Regions from separate parts of the Sus scrofa genome. Here all the other regions are linked to region 1. Evidence: chromatin contacts called from public Hi-C, HiChIP or PLAC-seq and promoter capture Hi-C data. All regions are on one chromosome and are shown on one strand. Each heading gives the region's core, a stretch centred on a gene start, on an enhancer-like site or on the middle of the called end of the contact. The rest is flanking DNA. Distances are from core to core; before and after follow the strand shown. Region 1 holds the start of RPS19BP1 (active regulator of SIRT1). Region 2 overlaps MKL1 (MKL/myocardin-like protein 1). Region 3 holds the start of ADSL (adenylosuccinate lyase). Region 4 overlaps TNRC6B (trinucleotide repeat-containing gene 6B protein).

Region 1 (3,510 bases), core at 349-2,848:
TCCCCTCACGCATCGCTTCGGTGCCATGACAGGGCGGCGGGACGACGATGGCTGGGATGGAGAAGTGACCCGGCACACCACGTGCTCCTGCTCCACGCCAGCAGCCAGCATCGCTGTTGCTCAGACGGATCTCACTTCCTTGCCTCCACTTTGGCTCATGTTGTGTTTCCTCCTTAGAACCCATAGTTCTTTGTAACAAATACCTGAACACTTTCTATGCGCCCTGGGGATTCAAAGATACCCTAGGAGCTGATGAAATCCTGCCACAAGTCAAAACACCCTACCATCCAGTCCACACCTGCCCCTCTTAAGTCTGTACAGTGGCACCACATTGCCCAAGATGCTCTCCTAGAAACAGGGCTCCATTCCCGCTGGATCTCCTTCCCCCTCCATCCTCACAGCCAGTTCACTGAGGCCATCAAGGCTCCCTCTTCACTGCATCAGCCACCTGCACAATTCTGTTATCTCTGCACCACCACCACCACCCAGGCCACAGCACCTCCTAGTTGAATGACGTAGGTGAGAGCAGGGCTCTGGAAACACACTGCCTGGTTTCTACCTGTACCATCTGGGCAGGTGCCTGTTTCTGCACCTGTACAATGGGGTAATAACAGCACCGACGGCACAGGGTTGCTGTGAGAGATGAAATCAGTGAATATTTGTACGAGACTTAGAAAAGCACCGGGCGCAAGGAGTTTTAATTTTTATTAAATGCTCCGTCTCTGACCCTCGTTCACTGTACGTTGCCTTTAACCAGGTTTCTTTTAAATTTTCAAAGGCAACGAATTTCTTTCGGACTTTGTAGATGCCATTCTCCTGGATTACTCCTCCCCTAGCTCACTCTTATACTTCAGGTCTGGGCTTAAATGTTGCTTCCTTAGAAAAGCCTGATTTGGCCCTGAAGTCCTTCTCAAAGCACGAAAGTCTTACTGCACAGACTTCATCACCGCAACTATATGCTGATTTTGAAACTCTATGATGCTTCTCTCCCCGTTTGAGGGCTGAGACGGTGATGTGTTCACCTCCGCGTTCCTAGGGCCCCGTCCTGCGCCCGTCGCACAGGTGTTCTAGAAATGTCTGGGGAACCTTTCAAGCCCTGACTCAAGTGCCCCCTCCTCCAGGGCACAGGCCCCTATCCCAGGAGCAGCACGTCCCGTCCCGTCCACTCCCAAACTCACCCAGCGCCGACTTGGGAACCTTTCCCTTGGCCGAGTTCCGCAGTTTCTGGGCCTGGGTCGCCTTTGCCTTCCGGGTCCGTTTCTTTGGAGCCTGGCTAGGCTTAGTCTGGCCTGGCGCGGCCTCGGGGGCTGTAACGGGCACAGAGAAAGGCACGGACCCGGGTCGGAGGGCGCTCAGGGCTCCCATCCCACCGAGGCTAAGCCCGGCCTGGATCGTTCCGCACCCCGCAAGCTCCATCCCCAGTCCCTCCCACCTTCCCTCCTCACCTTCGGGAACCCCCAAAAGCTCCAAGCCCCGCCGCAGCAAGGCCGCCGACATAATTGCACTTAGCCCCGCCCACACGCCTCAAGTACTTCCGCCCTGGACACCCCTGTTTTCTCGGCGGAAACCAGAGCGAGAACAGAAGGTTCCGCAGAGGAAGTGCGTTAGGACGCATGCGTTATACTTACCACTGGGCGGGAAGGGGGCGGGATATGGAGGTGGGGCCAACACACGAAGGACACATTTGTCGTCCAATCCCAATCCAACCAACCCTTTGCGAGCCAGGCCACACCTTCTCCAGGAAGCCGTCTACCCCTAGCCCAGCCCAGCAGAGTTTGGTAGGTTAAGCCTCTCGGTTCTGGCTGCTCCGTCAAGGGCGAGGCCGGGGGCAGGGCGGAGTGGTAATATTCTCAATTTTTATGAAAAAGGAGAATGCATTTTTTGAAGTATTTTTAAATGCAATTCAACCAGAGCAACGTATCGCACAGATAGAGTTCGCCTTAACGGCTGTCTTCTTTAAACCGGACATTAAAGGCATTTTCAAGAATGCAAAACATATAAGTGTTTTCCCACTATTTTGTTGTTTTGTAAAATACAGTTGATTTCATTAAAATATGTCACTTAGGGAATTTCCGTTGTGGCTCAGCGGTAATGAACCCGGATAGTATCCATGAGGACGCGGGTTTGATCCCTGGCTTCGCTCAGTGGATTAAGGATCCAGCATTGCCAGTGAAATGCGGTGTAGGCTGAAGACGCCACCTGGATCTGGCATTGCTGTGGCTGTGGTGTAGGCGGGCGACTACAGCTTTGATTGACCCCTAGCCTGGGAATTTCCATCTGCCCCGCGTGCGGCCCTAAAGAGACCCCCCCCCCAAAAAAAAACCCCAAAACAAAACAAAACAAAATTCTCTTATATTAATAAGTAGGCTTGTCATATTAAACCAATTAATAAATATTTTATAAATTCTCTGTTTTAGTTTCTTACATGGTAACTGTCGTTATGTATTTACACATAAAATAGCTCTTTGGGATTCTGAATTTTTCTAAGCATAAAGAAGTTCTTATACCAAATAATTTGAGAACGTCTGGCTTAGAAGTTCTTGCTGTGTGGAGGAATCCTGTCTGGTTCCCTGCTCCATCTGCAGATCCTGGCCTAGTACCTGGCATGCAGAAGACAATAAATGAGTGAGGAATGAGGACGAACCACTGAATTCATTGTACAAACATGTTCTGAGGGCCTCTTGCATACCTGACACTGTCGAGTGTAGGTCACAGAGATGACTCAGTTGGTCCTTTTTTTTTTTTAGGGCTGAGCCTGTGGCACATGGAGGTTCCCAGGCTAGAGGTCAAATCGGAGCTGTAGCTGCCAGTCTATGCCACAGCCACAGCAATGCCAGATCTGAGCCGTGTCTGTGACCCACAACACAGCTCATGGCAACGTCGGATCCTTAACCCACTGAGGGAGGCCAGGGAATGAACCTGTGTCCTCATGGATGCTAGTCAGAGTTGTTTCCACTGAATCACCCCGGGAATTCCCATGTATTTTTTATTGACTCTTTCCCCACCCACTATAAGCTCTACAAAGGCAAAGATCTTTCTTTGTTCACTGTTACATCTCTGGCACCTGCAGTTGTGCTTGGCTTATAGTAAAGGCTCCATGAATGCACAAATCAGATAGATGAAAACAGAGATGTCCAGGTGGAAGTAGGATGGGTGAGTCCGCCGCTCAGGAGAGCAGCGGACCAAGCTAGACCGGGACTCTCTTTCTCCTTCCGACATAGGATGGTCAGCACATGGTCCCTGTGGTGGAGAGATTTTTTTGTATTCTATTGTCGCAGCCAAAGGGTGGATTCTTGCAGGATCTCCAGTTGAGCCTGGACCTCTGCTGGATTGAGGTGGGGCCGAGCGGCTAGTTCGGCCACTAGGTGGCGCCACAGGACAGCTTTTTCGCACAGCGTGGCTCCAGGATCCGGTCCGCAGAGGTCCAGGTTGCGGTGTCAGTGCGTGGGGTCAGGACGCCCCTGGGCGACATCTGGCTCTTTGTGGCCAGCCCTGCGTGGCCCTGGCTTC
Region 2 (3,510 bases), core at 714-3,213, 950 kb after region 1:
TTTCAGGCAGAAGGAACAGCAAACACAAAGACCTGGTATGACCCAGTAACAACAAGGAATCCTGGAGTTCCTTTGTGGCTCAGGTCCTGCTGTGGTGTGGGTTCAATCCCTAGCCCAGGAACTTCCACATGCCACGAGTTTGGCAAAGGAAGAAAGAAAGAGAAAAAAACCCAGCAACTGTACAGTAAGCAAGGGAGAGAGTGGAAGATCATGAAATTGACTCCAGAGAGAAAAATCCTAAGATCTTCAGTCCCATGTGGAGAGCAGTTCATAAGAAATCAAAGGCAGAAGTATGGAGTCCAATTCAAAGGAAGCTATTGAAATAATACAGGGAAGAGATAATAATAAGAATGGCATGATGGTCAGTTGAATGTGCATCAACTTGGTTAGGCTATAGTCCTCAGTTATTCAAACATTAATCTAAGTGCTGCTGCGAAGGTATTTTGTAGATGTGATTAACATTCATAATCAATTGACTTTAAGTAAAGATTATCCCAGATGATCTGGGTGGGCCTCGTTTAATCAGTTAAAAGGCCTTAAGAGCAGAACTGAGATTTTCCAGAAGAAATTTCACCTGTGGATACCAACATCCACTCCCGCCGCTGCCGCCGAGCGTTCCAAACTGTCTTTTCTGTCAGCCTAGCCTATGATGCTGCAGTTGCCTAGCCAGCGTCCCCCCCACCCCCGCCACCCCAAATCAGATAAAGAATAAATCCTTGTAATAAGTCCCTTAATCTCCTACTTGTTCTGTTTCTCTGATTGAACCCTGACTGATAAAGATTTTGGTATCTTGAAGTGGGATTGCTGCTATAACATATTCTTTTAAACATGGAAATGGCTTTGAAATTAGATAACGAGTAGAGGCTGGAAGAATTCTGAGACGCAGGAATGGATAAGCAATGAGGTCCTGCTGTGTAGCACTGGGAACTATGTCTAGTCACTTATGATGGAACATGATAATGTGAGAAAAAAGAATCTATACATGTATGTGTAACTGGGTCACCTTGCTGTACAGGAGAAAACTGACAGAACACTGTAAACCAGCTATAATGAAAAAAATAAAAATCATTATATACTTTAAAAAAATAATTCGGAGAAGCATAATTTCAAAAGCCTAGACTGCCTTCAACAAACTGTTGGTAGAAATAGAGACCCTGAAGGCGATTCTGGTGAGAACTCAGAGGGAAGTGAGAAGCACAACACAGAAAGCCTATACTGTTTTAGAGACTATAAATGTCATCAAAAACAGAAGGCTCGTAAAAAACACGAACACTAAAGGTGCTTCTGGTAAGGTCTCAGAAGAAAATGAGGAATGTTATTAGGAACTGGAGGAAAGGAGTTCCCCTTGTGGCTCAGTGGTTAACGAATCCAACTAGGAATGATGAGGTTGCAGGTTCGATCCCTGGCCTTGCTCAGTGGGTTGAGGATCCGGCATTGCCATGAGCCGTGGTGTAGACTGCAGACTCGGCTCAGATCCTGCATAGCTGTGGCTCTGATGTAGGCCAGTGGCTATAGCTCCAATTAGACCCCTAGCCTGGGAACCTCCATGTGCCGCGGGAGTGGCACTAGAAAGGGCAAAAAGACAAAAAAAAAAAAAAAAAGGAACTGGAGCAAAAGGGATCCTTTTCAGACAATGGCAAAAAAAAAAACTTAGCTGAATTTCGTCCTACAGTTGTGTGAAAAGCAGAACTTGGATATTTAGCTAAGGGGATTTTCAAGCAGCAAGTTGAAGGTGCAGGCTGGTTTCTTCTGGTTGCTTACAGCAAAATGCAAGAGGAAAGAAAAATTGATGGGCTAAATGTCAAACAAAGGAAACTAGTATGTGATGATTTGAGAAATTCTCAGCTTATCTAGACCACAAAAAATGCTAAAATTAGGAGACGCTAGTAAGAAAGCACTGCTGTGGCGAGGAAAGCCAAGAGTGTGGCTGGACAACATTTTACTCCTGCTGAAAGATCACACATGTAACTCAGGGGCCCTCAACCAACCGTCTAAGCGGAAGCTAGGAAGAGACAGGCGATTATCCAGGGAAGATCTACGGAGGAGCCTCCTGTCTAATGACAAGAACCCCTTTCCATCTGGCGGCAGCCATCATGTAAGCCGAGATGGGCGCCTACGCGTACCTCCAGGAGCTATGGAGGAAGAGGCTTTCTCCTCCAGTGCACTGCCGGCAGTCCCACCAGCCCTCAGCGTCTCACAGGGCCCCCCACCTCAACTGGCCTGATAAGGCTCGCAGGCTGGGTACAAGGCCAGGTAAGGTCATCAGATTCATGTGCCACCATGGCAAGCCTAAGGGTGCCACCATGGCAAGCCTGTCCACCCCATGGTGTCAACCAGCTGAAGTCTGCCCGAAGCCTTGAGTCTACTGCCGAGGTCCTAAATTCTTACTGAGTTGGTGAAGCTTCTATGTACAAATTCTCTGAGGTTATCCTCATTGATCCATTCCATAAAGCTATGAGAAGAAATCCTGACACCCAATGGAGCATCAAACCAGTCTACAAGCACAGGGAGATGCGAGGGCTGACTTGCTGGCAGAAAGAGCTGTGGCCTCGAGAAGGGCCTCAAGTTCCACCACACTACTTGTGGTTCTCGCCACACAGCTTGAAGAAGATGCAATAGTCTCCTACTTCACCGATACTGCTGATACAAGTACTGTTTATAAAATTCTTACCTAGTGGATAAGCAATGAGATCCTACTGTATAGCACAGGGAACTGTATCCACTCACTTGTGATGGAACATGATAGAGGATAATGTGAAAAAAAGAATATATATAGATATGTATGACTGGGTCACTTAGCTGTATGGTAGAAATTGACAGAACACTGTAAATCAGCTATAATGGAAAAAATAAAAATCATAAAATCATAAAAATTCTTACCTAATAAACAATATAGGACATTCATGTCTGCTTAAAAAAAAAAAAAAATCCCTGAGACATACATACATAGGAGACTCAAAAGGTTTCTGAGACTCTTACATAAGCAGAAACACGCCAGCCAGCTTGGCCTGAAAGGGACAGAAAGAAAACAAAGCAAAGGAAGCCTGTTGGACTACCAAAATTCTACAGGCAATTTAACTACTAATAAAACCACACAGCAACCACGTGCTACCCTTCAAGAAAAAGTGAAGATAATTCCAGGAACAGTCTTGGGTCCCGAAGCCAGAGTCCCAGAGGGTGGCATCTCTAGCTACAGAGGATTACTCCTAGGCTTTGCAACCTAAGAGATTTTCTGCTGAATTTTAAAATCGGTGGGACCAGTGACACACTTATTCCTTGCATTTTCTCCTTTTTGGAATGGGAATGTCTAAAAGCTGGGAACACATAACTTACTGTCTAGTTTCCCAGGTCCACAGACGGAAAGAAATTTTGCACCAAGAGGGATCATACCCAAAGTCTCACCTATACCTGATTTAGATGAGTTGTATGACAGATTTTGGACTTTAAAGCTGACGATATTTAAATGAGATCTTGGAGTTGAGTGGATGCTGCAGTAGGTTGAGACTCAGG
Region 3 (3,510 bases), core at 669-3,168, 690 kb after region 1:
CGACAGGAAGGATCTACAGCAGGACGCTGAAGAAACGTGAGACCAGGGGACGTGCAATGTCCGGATCTAACTTCTACCTTGGTGACCCTGGGCTTCGTTTCCCTTTGTGAGGTAGGCTCCTTTGGGTAGCATTCATTCCCCTAGCAGACACTGAGCGCCTATGCTATGCTTAGGTCCCGTGCTAGATCCACCTGCTAGGGACAGGAGGACCAAGACAGACACGATGTCCATGCCCACCAAGTTTGCCATCGATGGGAGAGGCCAACTACACCAAACTCTGGCAAGAGTTATGAGAGAGCCTATATGAACTCCCATAGAGAAGGAAGGAGAACACTGCAGGGGGGGGGTCCATAGGTTTTTTGAGTAAACTGGAAAAAATTAAAGCAGAAAGGAAAGGTGACAGGAAAAGAAGTTATTGTCAAAGACAAGTTCTTGGAAGTCTTGAGATCTAATCAACCACTTTTAATGTCCCTGAAGCATTATGGTTCCTGGAAAAGGGGCTGCTCACCTCAGCAAATAAGCTGAGAATTCAAAATGAGACACTCAGAAACAGGTAATTTCTAAGGAGCATAGGACCTGCTACTATAGCACAAAGGAAAGGGTACCTTTGGATCTGTGAAGAACCAGGAGCCTGGAGCTTATCCCGTCACCTAATTCCTTGCTTTTGCCCTTCTATGGGAGAAGAAAAGACGCTCAGCCTGCCTGCCCATGCCTTCCTTTTGCCATCTGCAACATGGGGATCATAAAAATGGCTAGCATTTACTTAGTGCTCTGCTTTGGAGAGGAGTGTATGTATCATTTCATTAAAAAAATAACTGAGCAACTCAGGATCCTCACATGGATTAAACAAGATCACTTGCGGAGCTGCCGCTGTAGCACGCTGGATTAAGGTACAGCGTTGCGGCAGTGCCGCTGGGATTCCATCTCTGGCCTGGGAACTTCCGCATGCCTGGCAGGTGTGGCAAACAAACAAAAGAACAAGATCACTTGTGTAAAGCACTCAGGACAGTGACATACCTAGTGAGATCTCCATAAACCTTAGCGGGGTTTTATCATTGCCCAACCAGAAAGAAGAGTAGGACTGTCAGGGAACATTTTCTGGACTGGACCTTGAGGAAGAGGTAGTGACAGAGGTGTTCCAGGACGGAGGAGGCGGGGTTGGGATGCCCTCACCAAGCGTTAGGTGGGACCCCACACGATGTGTGCTGGGACCTTTGCAGCACGATGGCTTGGAGTGCAGGATCTGAAGTCGGGAGGCTTCACTTAGTTGGGTGGCCCTCAGCAAGTCATCAACGTCTGAGGCTCAGTTTCAGCGCTTACTGAAATCCGCTTTTACCGCTGTTTCGTCCAAGGGGCTCACTTGGAACTCAATAAATGCCGATTTCTTTCGGGCATCTTCATTCCTCAGAACTGCGCGCGGCGCCTGGCAAACGCGGGGGAAGGGTAGGCGGCAATAATAAACAATAGCAAACACACAGAGGGCTTTCTAAGTGTCCCAGACATAGATACCGATACCCAATCCTCTCAGCAATCTTTTTTTTTCCCCCCTGTCTTTTTAGGGCCGCGTCTGCGGCATATGGAAGTTCCCGGGTAGGGGTCGAATCTGAGCTGCCAGACAAGACCACAGCCACAGCAACACTCAGCAATTTAAAGGCGAGTCTTTTCAGATGGAAAAGCTGAGACGCAGAACTGCGAAATAACTTATGAAGCGCTAATCACTGTTCCTTGTAAACGAAGAAAAAAATCCTTAACCCTCAGCCGCGGGCTCAGCGGCTCGCGGAAACCCTCCACAACCTTGAGGGCTGCGGCCACCCGGAGCCCCGGGACCTGGACCAAGTGGAGGAAGCCCCGCCCCCCAAGCAGGGAAGTCCCGCCTCTGACTTCCGCTTCCGCTGTGGCTGGTCCTGTCCCTTCTAGCAGGGTCGTGTGTTCGGGATGGCGGCGGGAGGTGACCATGGCGGGCACGACAGCTACCGCTCGCCGCTTGCCTCCCGCTATGCCAGCCCGGAGATGTGCTTCGTGTTTAGCGACAGGTACAAATTCCGGACCTGGCGGCAACTCTGGCTGTGGCTGGCGGAGGCTGAGCAGGTAACGCGCCCGGTGCTGAGAGGCGGGCCCGCCCCTGCGCGTGCCGGGCTCTGCGCCCGGTGTGGGCTGAGCAGCCTGAGACAGCTGCCCCGCTGTTTTCCGCCGGGTGTTCTCTTTCCAGAGGAGCTGCGGCCCCGGGAAGGCCAGGGCGAAAGGCCCTCGCGCCGCACCTGTACGTGTTTATAATCGTCAAGGGTTGGAGACGCACAGGGGGCGGCGAGAAGTTCAGTTTTCTGTTTCAGGGAGTAAATCGTGGCCATTCCCGCGGGAGTACACTCCTGAGCGCTTGTTACGGGCCCCTGTGCTCATTTGTGTACACGTCTTTTCCCTGTTAACGAATAAAGACTTTGCAAACTAGGTGGTGTTTTCCCACATATAGGAGAGAAGACCAAGCCTCTATGATAATCCAGCTCATAATTTGCTCCTTAACAGCAATAGAGAAACCCAAATGTGATCCTGTGTTCCGTGCGAAACCTGAGCGCTTGGCCACTTCGTCTTCCACAATGCCTCAGTGTGGACGGAGACCAGGATCAGCTACAGAATCCATGTTTCCTAGGCCACCATTAACGCTTCACTCGCTGCCCTTTGCCCCTGGGGAGGAAAAATCGGAGGAGGGGTTATTAGACGAGATTTAATATTTGGTTTCTCTTAAAAGTGCTGCTCAGTAGACTTACTCAGCCCAACAGTTTCAAAAATAGCTCCAGACGGGCCTGCCCAAAGGAGCTGAAGGAATGAGAAGGTGATCCAAGAGCTATAAGGTTTCAGAGGAAAATGCTAGGACGAGCAAGATGGCAGTACCCTACCAGACAACAGTTAGTAAACCAGAAGCAATCTGAGTATATGCCTGAGACCGAGGTACTTGGTCTCCCAACAGGAAACTTTCTTCCTAGGTTTTCCCCACTTCCTGTCACTGTGCTCAAAAAAATAAAGTAGTACCTAATACTAGCAGACATTGCTACAGCATCTCCTGTGTGTGCTCCATAGTTTGAAAACCTTAACTGTTAATAGTTTCCCAATCCTCAGAACAACTGTTTATAAGAAGTACTGTTATTCCAGTTTCACTGATGATAGAATGGAGTTACAGAGAGATTTCATAAAACTCTAGGCTCAGATAAACAATAAGAGCTACAGATGAGGATGTGAACAGCGTATACTCTAGCTTCTGTTTTCTGTTCTATCCCTGTGGATGAGGGTGGTAGCACTCCACGTTTCAAGTTGGCATTGAAATATAGTCTGGGAGTTCCCGTCGTGGCACAGTGGTTAACGAATCCGACTAGGAACCATGAGGTTGCGGGTTCGGTCCCTGCCCTTGCTCAGTGGGTTAACGATCCGGCGTTGCCGTGAGCTGTGGTGTAGGTTGCAGACGAGGCTCGGATCCCGAGTTGCTGTGGCTCTGGCGTAGGCCGGTGGCTACAGCTCCGA
Region 4 (3,510 bases), core at 673-3,172, 530 kb after region 1:
CAACAGCTCCTGTCCTCTTCGGCTGTCAGAGTGGAAGAAGCGAAGGAGGGAGCCTGCACAAAGACCCAGGAGCCAGGATGGCAACGTGCGGGATTTAGAAGGGTTCATAGGCTCCTTTTCAAGGAATGCTGGGCCTGCAGAATCCATCCTTTCTCTGCCGGCTGGCATGTCGGATTACGTTCGTCTGGGAGAAGCACACTGTGGATTCCGACCCTTTCTGGCTTTAGAGATGGACGGACTCTGAGAGTCACAGGGCACTTGTGCCCGCTTTCTATCATTTTAGTTACTCTATTTCCTCAGGCAGTCCTTAAGACAAATAGGTGGAGATGAGTTTCAGAAAACGATGGGACTGTTACTCCTCATGTTTGAGTGGCACGTGTCCTCCTCTTCCGCCCAGCGTTCTGAGTGGAGATGGAAGTCAGTCCAGTCAGTCAGTCACCTGCCGTGGGGGGCTTGGTGTTGGGCCTCACACAGCAGTGAAGAAAGAGGTGGTGTGTGGTGTGTCTTTATACAAACAGCTGTAAGCAAGTTCTTTGACAAATAATGAACTGCGGTTGTTACCAGCACTCTGAGGAGGTGGTAGAGGATGTTTCGGGACTGTTGAACAGGAAGGCCTGGTCTAGACAGGGAGTGTCAAGGAAAAGCTTTCCCAGGGTAAGGTTTCTGAGATGGCAAGGGTAAGATGAAACAAAACTGCTCAAAGAAAGAAGCTGAATACAGTTTTAGAGCTGAAAGGAACCAGAGATATCACCCAGCGATGTCCAGTCCTTACATTGCACAGATGGGAAAACCGAAGCCTAACTGAGGTTACACAGTCTTGGAGTTCCCTTTGTGGCTCAGCAGTTAACGAACCCAACTAGGATCCATGAGATTGCGGGTTCGATCCCTGGCCTCACTCAGTGGGTTAAGGATCCTGTGTTGCCGTGAGCTGTGGTGTAGGCCACAGATGCTGATTGGATTCAGCGTTGCTGTGTGCTGTGGTATAGGCTGGCAGCTGTAGCTCTGATTCCACCTCTAGCGTGGGAACTTCTATTTGCCACGGGTGCGGCCCTAAAAAAAAAGAAAAAAAAAAAAAAAAAGAGGTTACACAGCCTTTTCACCCCTGGAGATTAGAGATGCAAACCCAGCGTGCTTTTCTTTGGTGGGTAGAAAGCAAGATGCACTGAGTGAGAAGGGACTTGGGCATGGGGGATGCCAGGTAGGTTTTCAATTTCGTGTTTACTCCAGGTCAGCAGCTGAGCTATTCCTCACATGGGGGAGGAGATTAGAGGTGACTCAGACCTGCCAGTTTGCTGTGTTGCAGCTTAGCTTTTATTTGGGGCAGGTGAAGGAGATATCAAACACACACGCCCCCAAAAGGTCCATGTGGAGTTCAAATGGGAAACCAGTCACTGTTCTGCAGCTCTCTAGCTGTGTGATTTGGGATATGTTGCTTAACCTCTCTGAGCTGGCATTCACAGTTTATACTTTGGTATATTTCCTTTCAGTCTTTTCCTGTGCGTTTTAGGTGCTTGTTAGAGATCAGTCGTGCCCTATATTTCACCCTAATCTTTAAAGATGAAAGTCTTGTTTGGGTAAGGTGTTGTTTAAGCCCCCCTTGAAAGAGCAGTTTGCCAGCCTGTGCTTGCCCAAACATCCAGAGAGTAACTGTGGCAAGCCAAGCTCCAGGATCTGCAAGAATCGTTAGCAACTGAGCATATTTCTATAAACCAATAAAGGTTTTTATATTTTGTTCATCTGTTACCCTTATGCTGTTGCCACTTTCACATTCCGCGTGTGTAGGTGGAGAGTATGAGATAACAGCATTTCAGAAATGAAAGTGAGTGGAAAAGGGCCGCTTTCCCTTTAAGGCAGCTTCATTTCCCCAGCTCCCTCCCCTTTCCTGATTGACAAACCTAACCCAAGTCACATGATCCGCCTCTATTTGAAGGTCACAAAAAGCTGCTTCCTTTAGAGACAGAGGGGGAGAGAGAGAGCAAGAGGGAGAGTGAGTGTGAGAGTTAGTTCAAGCCAAAATGGCCGACAGAGTCTCTGCTGGTTTCTGAATATTTAAAATACAAAAAAACAGATAGACAAAAAGAAATCATTTTTTGGACCTTTTTTCATTTCCATTTCTACCTTGTATGCCTCAATTTGCTGGATTTAAGCACTGCTGCACTTTATGAGGTTGGTAAATATTTTCAATTTTTTAAAACCAATTGATTTATATGGATCTTGTCTAACCGTTTTCACTAGTGGTGTTGCAAATCGACATTTGTCTAGCATGGAGACTGGCTTCAGACATTTCGTGAATCTGTGTAAATCAGATCCGTGATGTACTTTTGGTTCGGCATTTTAGAAATGGAAAAGCCTTGGTAAAATATTTGATTTCGAAGCGATTTAATTGCACTTTTAATTTATATGCAGATTTTCATCATCGTTTCTGTCTGGCAAACAAACGAAGCTGCGAGTAATTGGAAATTTGATATTTAGAAAGAGGTTTTTTTAAAATACACAGACCTCTCCCTGCCCCCTTAAATCTGCTGCAAAAATTTGCATAAATATAAATGGGTTTGCATTCTTTCGGCTGCTAAGGCCGACAAAGGATCTGGGAGGGCAAGCACCACCATGGGACAGCCTTTTTCTTTTTTTTTTCCCCTTTTTTTTAAAAAAAAATTTTAAAGCTAGGCCATCCTTCTTAGAAAGATGTAAAACCTAAAATAAGACTTGATACGTTTTAAACATCAGGCTGGGGGCGAGTGAACACCAGGAGGTTTGGGGTTTGTAGATTCCCCTGCGTGAAAACCTCCCAAGCAATGTGTGGATCACCCCTCTCACCGCGCGCGCTCACTGGCACCGGGTCTCTGTGTGTGTTCTCAAATGTGCAGCCAGATGCGCTTTTATTTTGATCGTGGTTTGAACCAAATGGTAGGACTCTGGTGTAAACATGGTGTTTTAAGATCTGAACAGCTCTTCACCCCGATTAGGAGTTATTTCTCTATCAGTTTCTCCCCGCGGATTGGTCGTCTTCGTTTCTCAAAGATCACAGTTTCTGTTTGATTTTATACGGATGAACTGGGCTTTTCAGCGCAAATCAGCATCTGTGTGTGTAGTTGCCGGTTTTAGCCACGTACCCATTGTGAGGTGATCATTTTGGGTCACACAAATAAGTAGCTGTCTGTATATGGAGGTTGGTTACCCCCGAAACTGTGCAGTGCCCTGAAGTTAAATTCCATTACTCCTAGTGCAGGATTCTAGAAAGCCTGGGAACAGGGAGGGAAGAAGGCTGAAAACTTGCTTTCTCAGAGCCACCTCCCCCTATCATTGTGAGGGTGTGATGTAATGCTTCTGGGTCTGGTGGGCTGAAAGGACTGTAGTTTGTGATGTGGCGGGTAAATTGCCCCCACCCCCCTCAGCACATCCCGGCTCCCAGAGGCCTTGTTTTCTTTCTCTCCCCCCCCCCCTTATTTGTATCCTCCTGGTTTATGTCTTAGCATATTGGCATGAGAAAGAGATTGGTCTTCTAAATCT

Evidence for each region. Promoter capture Hi-C pulls out the DNA fragments that hold promoters and counts their contacts. Hi-C and Micro-C count contacts between places; a contact is called where the count stands out from the background. HiChIP or PLAC-seq counts read pairs in DNA pulled down with a chosen protein or histone mark.
Region 2: a contact with region 1 is called in an H3K27ac HiChIP or PLAC-seq map of alveolar macrophages. The contact joins the enhancer-like site here to the promoter of RPS19BP1 in region 1. A contact is called at or near these places in 3 of 5 promoter capture datasets (fetal liver, fetal skeletal muscle and liver), 6 of 47 Hi-C or Micro-C datasets (alveolar macrophages, heart right ventricle, liver and 3 more) and 2 of 2 datasets of contacts at active chromatin or transcription factors (alveolar macrophages and skeletal muscle).
Region 3: a Hi-C map of liver shows a contact between it and region 1, with 6 times the contacts expected there. The contact joins the promoter of ADSL here to the promoter of RPS19BP1 in region 1. A contact is called at or near these places in 2 of 5 promoter capture datasets (fetal skeletal muscle and liver), 21 of 47 Hi-C or Micro-C datasets (alveolar macrophages, blood, brain and 12 more) and 2 of 2 datasets of contacts at active chromatin or transcription factors (alveolar macrophages and skeletal muscle).
Region 4: a contact with region 1 is called in a promoter capture Hi-C map of fetal skeletal muscle, with 5 times the contacts expected there. The contact joins the enhancer-like site here to the promoter of RPS19BP1 in region 1. A contact is called at or near these places in 3 of 5 promoter capture datasets (fetal liver, fetal skeletal muscle and liver), 9 of 47 Hi-C or Micro-C datasets (alveolar macrophages, embryonic fibroblasts, heart right ventricle and 5 more) and 2 of 2 datasets of contacts at active chromatin or transcription factors (alveolar macrophages and skeletal muscle).

What each region holds. Positions count from the first base shown.
Region 1 is chr5:8,733,451-8,736,960 of Sscrofa11.1, reverse strand. It overlaps RPS19BP1 (active regulator of SIRT1), which reads right to left and starts at 1,598. Exons shown (of 4, transcript XM_003126008.4): 1 at 1,446-1,598; 2 at 1,179-1,307. The coding sequence starts at 1,497.
Region 2 is chr5:7,787,059-7,790,568 of Sscrofa11.1, reverse strand. The region is part of intron 2 of MKL1 (MKL/myocardin-like protein 1); the gene reads right to left. Among named protein-coding and RNA genes, the nearest start is that of MKL1, 37 kb to the right of the region's middle. Within about 2 kb of position 1,963, at least 7 of the 83 cell types and tissues checked have an H3K27ac peak or open chromatin away from gene starts, as enhancers often do. A contact at or near this core is called in alveolar macrophages and retroperitoneal adipose tissue, where this site is marked.
Region 3 is chr5:8,043,888-8,047,397 of Sscrofa11.1, reverse strand. ADSL (adenylosuccinate lyase) reads left to right here and starts at 1,918. Exons shown (of 13, transcript NM_001130733.1): 1 at 1,918-2,088. The coding sequence starts at 1,936. It overlaps LOC106507467 (a long non-coding RNA gene), which reads right to left and starts at 1,855. Exons shown (of 2, transcript XR_001303476.2): 1 at 1,018-1,855.
Region 4 is chr5:8,198,908-8,202,417 of Sscrofa11.1, reverse strand. The region is part of intron 4 of TNRC6B (trinucleotide repeat-containing gene 6B protein); the gene reads left to right. Among named protein-coding and RNA genes, the nearest start is that of MIR7134, 39 kb to the right of the region's middle. Within about 2 kb of position 1,922, at least 68 of the 83 cell types and tissues checked have an H3K27ac peak or open chromatin away from gene starts, as enhancers often do. A contact at or near this core is called in alveolar macrophages, embryonic fibroblasts, fetal liver and 3 more, where this site is marked.